Linked DNA regions of Mus musculus: all the other regions are linked to region 3. Evidence: chromatin contacts called from public HiChIP or PLAC-seq and promoter capture Hi-C data. All regions are on one chromosome and are shown on one strand. Each heading gives the region's core, a stretch centred on a gene start, on an enhancer-like site or on the middle of the called end of the contact. The rest is flanking DNA. Distances are from core to core; before and after follow the strand shown. Region 1 holds the start of Eng (endoglin). Region 2 overlaps Eng (endoglin). Region 3 holds the start of St6galnac6 (ST6 (alpha-N-acetyl-neuraminyl-2,3-beta-galactosyl-1,3)-N-acetylgalactosaminide alpha-2,6-sialyltransferase 6).

Evidence for each region. HiChIP or PLAC-seq counts read pairs in DNA pulled down with a chosen protein or histone mark. Capture Hi-C pulls out chosen DNA fragments and counts their contacts.
Region 1: a promoter capture Hi-C map of adipose tissue shows a contact between it and region 3. The contact joins the promoter of Eng here to the promoter of St6galnac6 in region 3. A contact is called at or near these places in 6 of 39 promoter capture datasets (the 3T3-L1 cell line, the C10 cell line, the HPC-7 cell line and 3 more), 2 of 15 datasets of contacts at CTCF or cohesin (CD8 T cells and the NIH/3T3 cell line), 7 of 484 Hi-C or Micro-C datasets (bone marrow-derived macrophages, embryonic stem cells, erythroid progenitors and 4 more), 10 of 115 datasets of contacts at active chromatin or transcription factors (the 230-238 cell line, the HPC-7 cell line, the SCID.adh cell line and 5 more) and 4 of 9 other capture datasets (adipose tissue, liver, macrophages and 1 more).
Region 2: an H3K27ac HiChIP or PLAC-seq map of microglia shows a contact between it and region 3, with 6 times the contacts expected there. The contact joins the enhancer-like site here to the promoter of St6galnac6 in region 3. A contact is called at or near these places in 4 of 39 promoter capture datasets (the C10 cell line, the HPC-7 cell line, the SN4741 cell line and 1 more), 1 of 15 datasets of contacts at CTCF or cohesin (the NIH/3T3 cell line), 6 of 484 Hi-C or Micro-C datasets (bone marrow-derived macrophages, cerebral cortex, embryonic stem cells and 3 more), 8 of 115 datasets of contacts at active chromatin or transcription factors (the 230-238 cell line, the HPC-7 cell line, the SCID.adh cell line and 3 more) and 3 of 9 other capture datasets (adipose tissue, liver and pancreatic islet).

What each region holds. Positions count from the first base shown.
Region 1 is chr2:32,644,995-32,648,652 of GRCm38.p6, forward strand. Eng (endoglin) reads left to right here and starts at 1,601. Exons shown (of 15, transcript NM_007932.2): 1 at 1,601-2,030. The coding sequence starts at 1,964.
Region 2 is chr2:32,664,497-32,667,764 of GRCm38.p6, forward strand. The region is part of intron 2 of Eng (endoglin); the gene reads left to right. Among named protein-coding and RNA genes, the nearest start is that of Mir1954, 14 kb to the left of the region's middle. Within about 2 kb of position 1,420, at least 9 of the 459 cell types and tissues checked have an H3K27ac peak or open chromatin away from gene starts, as enhancers often do. A contact at or near this core is called in microglia, where this site is marked.
Region 3 is chr2:32,605,562-32,609,007 of GRCm38.p6, forward strand. St6galnac6 (ST6 (alpha-N-acetyl-neuraminyl-2,3-beta-galactosyl-1,3)-N-acetylgalactosaminide alpha-2,6-sialyltransferase 6) reads left to right here and starts at 1,424. Exons shown (of 7, transcript NM_016973.3): 1 at 1,424-1,550; 2 at 2,481-2,535. The coding sequence starts at 2,510. Gm52551 (a long non-coding RNA gene) reads right to left here and starts at 2,340. Exons shown (of 2, transcript XR_003954025.1): 1 at 2,212-2,340.

The DNA of each region.
Region 1 (3,658 bases), core at 351-2,850, 40 kb after region 3:
TGACTTGAGACTGATAAGGTGAACGCCCAGGGTGGGCCCTGGTGTGGCACTTAGTCCCAGGGCTGACTGCTCCCAAAACCCCAAAACAGATTCTGTTAGGGCATGAAGGGAGAAGCTCACAGCCATGCTACCACCATCCCATCTTGCCCTCTAGAGTTCTGGTATCTACCTGCTATCTCCATGGCTGAAGGAAAAGGGCAGAGCCTGCCACCCCCAAGAGGCCTGGTGAGGCGATGTCTCCCATGCTTGCCTGGGTGAGAGCAGGCTGACCTTCCTCCAGGCTGCCTTAGGAACCACACCCACCCTCCCTGCCTCATGTCAGCCCCCCACAGAGACAAACTGCTGACCTTGCCTGGTCACTGAGGCACAAAGACTGGAGGGCACCTAGAAGCCAGGCCTGAAACGCCAGGTCAACGTCTCCTTTCAGAGGTTCTGCTTCTCAGCCTTCTCAAGAGAGATGACTCCCACTGCCCCTTATGTTGGAGTGGGCAGAGATAGGCATCTTAACCTCCCCACATCCTTACTATTGCCCCGGGATGATGCAAATACCACTTACAGCTTTAGCCTATGCTTGGTTCTTTGCTTGCTGCATCTGGACTCCCCCAGTCCCTGACACCTCTCTGGGCAGCTCAGGTTTCTTCTTCAAGCTTCCCTGGGCTTGACCCTAAATGCTACCCAGCAGCACAGTGGGGACACAGTATGTGTTCACTGTTTGCAGAATGAGCAGGGGTCTTTCTGGGATTGTTGCCTTGGCTGAGGAAGGGAGCTGGATTGAGAACCGGCTCCTGCAGACCTGGCCCAGGGTTCAGTGTTGTAGCAGGCTAGCATCTGGCCCTCAGGGATCTCCCAAGAGCCTGGCTGTGAAGAGGACCCAGCTGGGCCCTGCGTTACAAACAACAACAGAGATTAGGGAGTTACTTGGAAATAAATAAGGCAGGCCCAGACCCAGGGCTATCAGACTTCAGAAATGCCATGAAAGTTTGTGCCTGTCCCTCTTTGGATACATAGTGTCCCTATGTATCAGCCCAGGCTGATCTGCAAGTCAGCGAATCCCTTCTGCCATGGCCTGCAGGGGGCAAAAATTATAGGTGGGTGCCACCAAAGTCAGCTGTGTTTCCCTTGCCTTTGGGACTGTGTGGGCCCTGACCATCTCCATGGGAACAGTCTCAGCTGTTCTACTATGTTAACCTGGGAACGCATCTTCTTCATGTTGGGCTTCAGTTTCCCTGTCTATAATACAAAGGGTGCAACCAAGGGCGATGCTTCTGAAAGTCTGTGTTGATGCTGGCGGGGACCAGCTAGAATCCCAAGTTCCATCTTCCCAGAAGGCTGTCCCAGTTTGTTTTCTCATCTGTAGAATGGAACCCGAGCTACAGGGACTTCAACCAGACCTTGTCCCCTATAAGGTTGCCAGATGTGTCCTCACCAGCCAGCCTTGGCAAGGGTAGGTGGAGGGTGGGGTGCATGGGGGAGGTCTGTTGCCTGGGCCCTCCCATCACCCTACCTCCCCATCCCAGGGCCCCCCACCCAGCGACAAAGCCTGTGGCACTTCCTCTACTCGCCTGGCAGGCAGCCTGGCCCGGCCCCTTCTCTAAGGAAGCGCATTTCCTGCCTCTCTGGGCCGGGCTGGATGAGCTGAGCTCCCTGCCCTGACAGTCAGACCCCTGCCTTCATCTGTGTCCCGTCCCCAGGCCAGGACCGCCGACAGCTGCTGCCCGAAAGAGCCCAGTGACTCTTTCCCACCACCCAGTCAGCTAGAGACTCCTGCCCTGCTGTGAGTCTCGAGCCCACTTCTCCTGACTTCTCCGCCGCCACCTCAGAAGGCTGGAGCAGGGACGTGGTCGCTCCGGCCGCCTGCTCCCTTCGGATCCCCGCGCGAACCCACGCAGGCCCCGGCGCCCGCCCGCAGCCTTACCTCTGGATACCGGATAAGGCCCAGCGCACAGACTCCCGGGTGGACAGCATGGACCGTGGCGTGCTCCCTCTGCCCATTACCCTGCTGTTTGTCATCTATAGCTTTGTACCCACAAGTAAGTGTCCAGCGCCCCTGGGTGGGAACAAGCCCAGGCTAGACCCTGGGTGTTACAGGTCTTATTCCCATGTCCCAAGCTACTAGCTGATGAAGCCACCCCCAATGTATTAGGAGGTAGAAATGGGATCACCAACTATTTTGGTTCAGTGGGAGTAAAATGTTTCATAGGATGCCAAACTTAAGCATTAGACGTCTGGGGAGAAGTGGGATAAGCTATTTAAGTTAGCGTTGGCACCTTCCTGTTATCCTTCCTGCTGTGTTCAGCTATCAAGAAGGCCAGGAGCTACACTGCTATGCATCACTGAGAGTATTCCCTCCCATCTCTGAGCCTTGAGTTTCCCATTTGAGGAAGTTTAGGAAGGAGGATGCAGAAGTAAATTTAGGCTCTGGGTCCAACTTTGACCTCCTTGTTTTCTTGTATGAGCCTTGAGGCCTCCGTGCCAGAGGATGCTTAGAGCAAAGACTGGTGATGAGATCATTTGTCCGAAGAGTTTCTGTTTCACTAGCTTCAAGTTCTCCCAGCATTCCCGGGCTTTGCCCGCTCCCGGAACCCCCCAAGGGCACATGCTCTGGCCTTCTCCATTTGCCTTTCTGAGAAGGGTACAGGCTCCATTAGGGACTCTGTGGATCTTCTCAGCCAGGGTGACTATTGAAAGTGATCTGAGGAGGGTCGGTGAGGAGCCTGGACCCCAGTCCTACTCACGAAGGGTCACAGCAGGGCCTGGTCCCCAGCCACCTCCCTGAGGATCCCCGCCTACCAACCTGCAGATTCAGGGGCATGTTCAAGGGTTGGGGTGGGCAGCCTGGAAGAAAGAGTATGGGAAATGATGGGGCCATCCTGGCACTCAAAGTCCACAATTGATGGGAAATCTGTCATCGCGGGTTAACCGGAAATTGAGTCTCAGAAACACTGAGTGACTTATCAGGGATTTGACTCAAGGCCTGTGGCCCCTCAGAACCCTTATTCTGACCACACATGACCCTGCAAGATGGCTGCCCCAATTACCCCATTTCCCAGAAGAGAAAATGAAGGCTCTAACCTTCCAAATCCACCTACTCCAACAGAGTCTGACCCCAGGCTGGGACAGGATTCCAGGCCCTCTTCCCCCCGGCTTGGGGAAACCTGCCTTGTAGGATGGGAAGTGGGGTGTCAGTGTCTAGGTGACTGTTCAGAGGATAGACCAGTAGACTGTGGTGGTATGCATATTTCCTCAGAGCTGATTTCAGGTCACAAACACTCAGTTCTTATTTGGAAATCAGAGTACAGTGGCACACAGCAATTGCCTCTCTCCCCTACAGAGCTGAGAGGTACAGGTGCCCGCAAGGGTACCTGAGGGTAACGTGGCTAAAAGAATTAGGAAATATGAGTTCTCATTGTGACTAGCTGGGTGTGTAGTGCCATGGTAGGGCTCTTACCCGCCATATGGAAGGTCCTGAATTTTAAAAAAAATTATACACATTTATATTTACAGATGCATATGTATACATATATACATATATACATACATACATACATACATACATACATACATAACTTATTTTCTTTCTTGAAACCAGGTTTCACTATGTAGCCCTGACTGGCCAGGGCACAGAATTTAGCTTTTCAGTGCATAGGGTGAGGGACTG
Region 2 (3,268 bases), core at 170-2,669, 59 kb after region 3:
TACACACACTACACCCACCATAAACACACACATACACACACTACACACACCACACACACACACACACACACACACACACACCATACACACTCACATACACACATACTGAAAACATTTCATTCAGAAATCAGTCATGATGGCACATACCTGTGACCCCAATATCCAAAGACTGAAGATGTTGAGTTTAAGGCCAAACTTGCACACAATGAGATTCTATCTCAAAATGGGGTGGTGGCACATCCCTTTAGGGCTACATAGAGAAACCCTGTCTCAAAAACAATTATTATTATTTTATTAAGTTAAAATATTGGGGTCAACAGCAGTGTCACATTCCTGCTTCCCAGTTCTATGGGAAGTTGAAGCAGGAGAATCACTTGAGTGCAGGGCAAGGTGCCATCTCTTAAAATAAAAATAAAGAATTTTATCTGCATTAGTAGAATCTATCAGTGGACCCAGAGGGGCTGAGCTAGGCATCGTAAAACCAGCTATGAGGCCGGATCCCTGCATCTTCACACGTACGTGAGCAGGTAGGTTGTCTAGCTCCTGCTCCAGATCAGGCCCAGAGAGGAAGACAGAACGTCCAGACTCACAGAGCCACGTTTAATTCAGGTCTGTCTGGCTCTGAACTCTTTGCCTGCGACACTCTTCCTGTGTGCACCATCACAGTCTGCTGAGGCCGACTTGGGCCTCCTCTGGGCTGGCCCTGGGAGGGTGGGGGCTGCAGGCAGACCCAAGGCTCCACTCCTAGAAGAATTGCTGGAAACGGCTTTCTATAAGTGGCTACTAATACTCAGGGCCTCTTCACCGAAATCCCCCTTTCCCGACACCAACCACTGGGCTAACAATGGCATCTAAGGGACAGCTGGTACCAAAATAGCAACTGGTCTCCCACCCACCCACTCAGGGAAGGAGTCACACAGGCCCGTGCTGGCAGGCCTGGGGTCAAGGAACTGGCACATACGTCATCCTTGCTGGGCCTCCAGATGCCCAGGAGCCCATGCTGAAGACGGGCAGCCCCTCAGGGGACGAAAGAGGGAAATCAGCATGCATGCGTGCAAATGGCTGGCGTAGTGACTCAGGGTGGAGGGGAAGGGAAGTGTTTACTGTGGAAACCCTGGCTGAGTGATTCTGGTAACTGGTCGTCATCAGTTAGGCCTGGGAGCACAGAGCCCCCAGAAGCTCTGCTTTCCAGTCTCCCCGTGTCTCACACTGCTCACTCTGGGGCCTCAGTTTCTCTCAGCCCCTTCCTCTGTACATAAGACCCTGGTGACAATGGAGTGGGAATTTGCCTTATGAATTCGGGAAGAATTGCTGAAACTTGTCACAAGTGTCCTGAAGCCACAGCCTCTTGACCCGTGGTACAGCCCCCAACACCCCCACCCCCCACCCCACCCCCTGCGGCATGACCGTGCCCTGCCCTCCGATTTCTTTTCTTCACTTCCTCTATCCAGGGCCCCTCCTGGTCTTGGTTTCCAACCCTTTCCTGCCCCCATTTCACAGATGAGTAAAGGGAGGCACCAAGGGATCAGAGCTACGGTAAAGTAGCTGCAGGGTTCATGTCCAGGGCACTTTCCAAATCCTCCTCATAGTTCCAGCTGTGTCAACCTGTGGTGTCCTCCCAGAGTGACATTGCCTCATCTCCCTGTCTGCGCGAGTCTCCTGGCATAGTCTGCCAGATAACTGACTCCATCTATTTGCTCTCTGGGTGGAGCTGGTAGCAGTCTGTTTGGGGGGACAGAGAAAAGGATCTACTACTGGGCAGCCAAGTGCCGTACGCTCCACTCAAGTGCTGGTCCCGGACTGTGGGCTCCACACTCTCTTTGGGTGACTTCCATTCTAGAGCCTGGGAGCTGAGAAATCCCTGTGCCTGCTTTAGTCAGCCTGCACTTGCTGTGCGCTCAGCACAGAGCATAGCATGAATTCCATTGGACCATAACACATTACAGGCACACAATTGCTTTACTGAGGTAAAACCCACTGATTTGAAGTGTGCAGTCTAACTGAAATGAGAAGTTTTAGGTTCAGGGAGAGACTCTGTCTAAGAAAATATAGACACATAGCTGTGTAACCAACCTGTGGTGTTCAAGCTACTGGTACACAGAAATCAATCAGGGTGATATGTTGCATGTGAATATATTTTCGGAGACAGAGTCTTTTTTTTTTTGGATATATGTAGCTATCCCAGAACTCACTATGTAGATCAGGCTATCCTTGAACGTACAGAGATTTACCTGCCTCTGCCTCCCAAGTGATTGGGTCAAAGTTATATACCACTTCAGCCATCTTAAAATGTATAATTTTTAAGATTAATAAAACAAGATACTTATGAAATTAAAATGTAAACCCATTAGTAAACATTATGTGGGCTGGAGAGACAGCTGAATGGTAGGATGTTTGTTAAGCATGCACAAGACTGGGTTTGCTCCATAACACTGTAAATTATTATTATTATTATTATTATTATTATTATTATTATTATTGGTGGTAGTATTTCCACATGTCTGAAATGCATTTTTTCATTATACTATAAGTTACTGTGAGGATACTTATTTAAGAATAATAACCTAGGGGGCTGGAGAGATGGCTCAGCGGTTAAGAGCACTGACTGCTCTTCCAGAGGTCCTGAGTTCAATTCCCAGCAATCACATGGTGGCTCACAGCCTTCTGTAATGGGATCCGATGCCCTCTTCTGGTGTGTCTGAACAGAGAGACAGTAAGAAACCCTGCCTCAAAAACTAAAATGGAAAATGGCAGAGAAAAATATCCAGACTGGATCTCTGGCCTCTACGTGTGCACACACAGGCAAGTGAGTCCGTGCGTACGCACATGCACTACACACACTACTAAGATAAAGGGGCTGGAGTCTTCTGGCCTCCATGGGGTCCAGGCATGCACATAATACACATACATACACATACACACACACACACACACACACACACACACACACACACACACACACACGTTTAAGTTTTTGTTTTTGTTTTTTCGAGACAGGGTTTCTCTGTGTAGCCCTGGCTGTCCTGAACTCACTTTGTAGACCAGGCTGGCCTCGAACTCAGAAATCCGCCTGTCTCTGCCTCCCAAGTGCTGGAATTAAAGGCATGCGCCACCACGCCTGGCTTACGTTTAATTTTTAAAAGAATTAAAATAAAGATCACCTAAAGGGATCGAGCACCATCAGGACAAAACCACTGGGCACACGTTGAAAACAAAGCGAGACCGTTTGCTCTTCTCCTCTGTGGCTGTAAAGAGTAACCCCGAACAC
Region 3 (3,446 bases), core at 174-2,673:
AACCAAACAAACAAACTTTCCATTCTCCTGTTAGTAGATATCTGGACTATTTCTACTCTTGTGTTTCAAACTGTCCAGCTGTGACCTTCACTGTGTACATCTGCAGGACCTAATAGGTACCTAGGGTGGGGAATGGAAAGTTTTACTATGATGTTTTCCTAAGTAATTACAAAACAGAACTCTTTAAACATGCTTTCTCTTCCTAAATCTCCCCATCACCCTCTCAGGCATGCACGTTAACCCTCGTTCCCAGCCTCTTAGAACACTATGGGTAGGCAGTCTTTGTTTATGTAACCAGCTTTCTAACAGGCTACATATGCACATCCCTGTGTCCATACATGCACATCCCTGGATGTCTGGAGGCCAAAGGTCAGCCTCCAATGTTCTTTCCTTGACCTGGGAGGCCCAGAAAGGGTAAGCTAGCTGGAGGGGTCTCCTGTTCTTCCCACCCCCAGAATGGGGATTACAAACACGTGACGTCGCTGGGCGGGGGTAGCACACGGCTTTAATCCCACCACTTGGGGAGGCAGAGGGATCTCTGTGAGTTCAATGCCAGCTTGGTCTAGAGAGCAAGTTTCAGGACAGCCAGGGCTACACCAAGAAACCCTGTTTCGAAAGACAGAAGCAGAACACGGCATCGAGTCTGACATATTGACTATCTCCCTAGCCCTCAGGTTGCATTTTTCTTTAATTTTTCATTTTATTTTATGTGTATGGATGTTTTGCTTCCACATGTCTGTGTACCACATATATGTGCAGTACCCATGGATGCCAGAAGAGGGCGACAGATCCTCCTAGGACTGTGCTGGGAGTGGACCCCAGGTCCTCTAGAAGAGTTGCCAGTATTTGTAACTGCTGAGCCATCCAGTTGGTTGGGTCCAGATTGCTTCCTTTTAGTCACATAAAATAGTGCAACGAATATTTGAGGGTAGGATGAAGAGAGTTGAGCCAAGATCTCTCCATGTACCCCTGGCCGGCCCGGTACTCACTATGTCTATCAGGCTGGCCTTGAACTTGCAACAGTCTTCCGCCCTCTTCTATCTCCTAAGTAGGGTGCAGGCCTCTAAGCTACCAGGCCCATCAAAAGCTACGTTTTCAAACGTTGCTCTCTCCATTTTCCGGAGATAAGGAGATGAAGTACCAAGCTGCCTAGGGGATGGTTACTGGGTCTCTACGAGGGGGAGTCCAGGTAATTAATAACCAGAGTTCGAACCCAGTGATCTCCGCGTTTCGGATTCCCCATCCGAGGTCCTGGTGTCCATTTGGAGAGAGAGAAATGGATGAGATTTGGGATGGGGCGCGGGGCACGAGGGTGCTGTGGGAGAGCGTCTCTCCTCTCTGGCACCTCCCTGGGGCGGGGCCATCCGCAGCCTGAGGCTCCGCCCTCTCGCTCGGCCCTAACGGGACTGCGAGCGCCGGCGCTAGGACCCGGCGGGCTGGAGCTGCGGCGGGGCCTGGGCGGCCAGAGCGGCGCGGACCCCGGTTCTCGGCTCCCGGCGCCATGTGACGGGGTGCGGGGGCCGCGGGGGGCCGGGCGCTCCCCGGCGGAGGTGAGCCGGTGCTGCGCGGGGGCGGGCAGCAGAGCGGGAGGGGGCTTGTGCTTGCGCCTCGGCAGTGGGGAGCCGCTGATAAGGGGGGAGCCCCAGGGCTCCCCGAGACCCACTCTGCTTGCTAACTGCACCCCGAGATCTAGCGGGATTCTTTGGGCCTCTCGTGTTGGAGATGGGGCGACCCTGCCGCGGCCCCGCACCCCTCCCCTGCAGAGCCGGGGTCAGGATAGGATGCTTGACCCTAGGGTGCAGCGGCAGAAGATGGGGAGCGGGGCTGAGCCTCTCACGAGGCACTCGGGGGTACCCTGCTCCCGTCACCTGGAGAAGCCCCAGAGCGAGCTCAGGGTGCGGCCCTCACCCTCAGCCCAGAGCTCAGCCTCCGCAGGTCCAGCCTTGGAGCTGAGTCTAGGCTTCTGGGCTGCCACCTCCCCAGCGGAGTCAGCAGCTCCCCACCAGGCCTGGCCACTCCGAGCCGAACTAGATGTCTGGCGCACGCACAGGCTACAAGGGGACCCTCCCGGGAGACCCTTTCAGGCTCCGCCCTGTAAACAAACACTACAAGATTCCCCCCTCCCCCGCTTGCTCCTGCTCCCTGCGAGGCGCGTTGCCTCTCTGATCCCTCAGTCTCCTCATCTGTGAAATGGGGAGCAAGAGCACCTACCAGGCGTTGCCTTGAAAAGTGTGTAGGCAGGCGATGCTTTGCGTAGCTCCGGAGCATGTTTCGTAATATAAGGGAAGTCCCCGGCTTGGGGTCAAGAGGGGGAGGATTGTTTCTGGGACAGGCTTGTGCAGGGGCGGGCATTGAACGGAGTAACCCGAAGGCTTAGGATTTCTGATATAGTACTTTCAAGCCTTCGGCTCTCCTTTTCACAAATGCATGCATCTTTCCAGTCGCCCCAGGAGTTACCAGTTCTTATTCCCATTTCACAGATGAGGAAACTGAGGCTCAGAGAGGTCACATGGCTTGCTCGAGGCCCCCCAGCCAGTAAGTGTGGACCCGACATTCGCACTGGCACCTGATACGCTGTTCTGACCATGGCGTTCTCAGAGCAGGACCGTGACGGGCCTGACCGGGGGAACCGTAGTCCTGGCTGAGGGCACTGCTCAGGCAAAGGTGGGAAAGTGGGGCGTGGGCCTGGGACCTGGAGTGCTCCAAGTGTCTGGAGCACGGGGCATGCGCAAGACAGGGTAGTAAGACGGTGGTCTGTCTGGGAGCTGTGGCCAGACCCAGGGGAGCTTTGAATGCTGGAGGTGTCAGGGTTAATGGGGGCGACTCTAGGATTCTGGCCTCCTGTCTTCTGACCTAACGGTTTGAGTCCACGGACAAGCCACGCCTCCCTTCCATTAAGCCTGTTTCCTGAACTGCCCGCTGGGGACAGACAGAAGTCTGGGGTCTCTGACTGAAGATACTGGGATGGCACAGGGGAACCATGAAGCCTGGGGATGGTAGTGGGAGCTGCCACGGGGTGGGGTCGTGCTTGGCAATGGGAGGAGCCAGGCCTGGCCAATCAGGAGCGGTGTGTGTGGCACTCTAGCCTGGAGGTTTCTAGCTATTCCTGGAGTAGGAGTAAACCGCAGCTAGGTCAGGGGGCGGAGATAGTGACCGGAGCCGAGAGGCTCCCCGGGGAGCGCGCGCTCTGATCTGGGGATCCCCTTTGAGGATCCAGCCTAGTTTTCTTCCTCTCTATGCCAGCCCTTTTTTGCGTTTTTGGGCTGTAGCTGCCAGAGGAAGTGGGCTGGATGCCCTCTTATGGCCTGCTTACAGGTTGGGGCTTGGAAGTGTAGAAGGGCCAGGCCCAGTGGTGGGAGGGAAGGGAGGGTTATAGAGTGAGGCACACAGCTGGGCGGGGCAGGAAGGCTTGCCCTTGACCCCAAGATCACATTGACCAATGACCG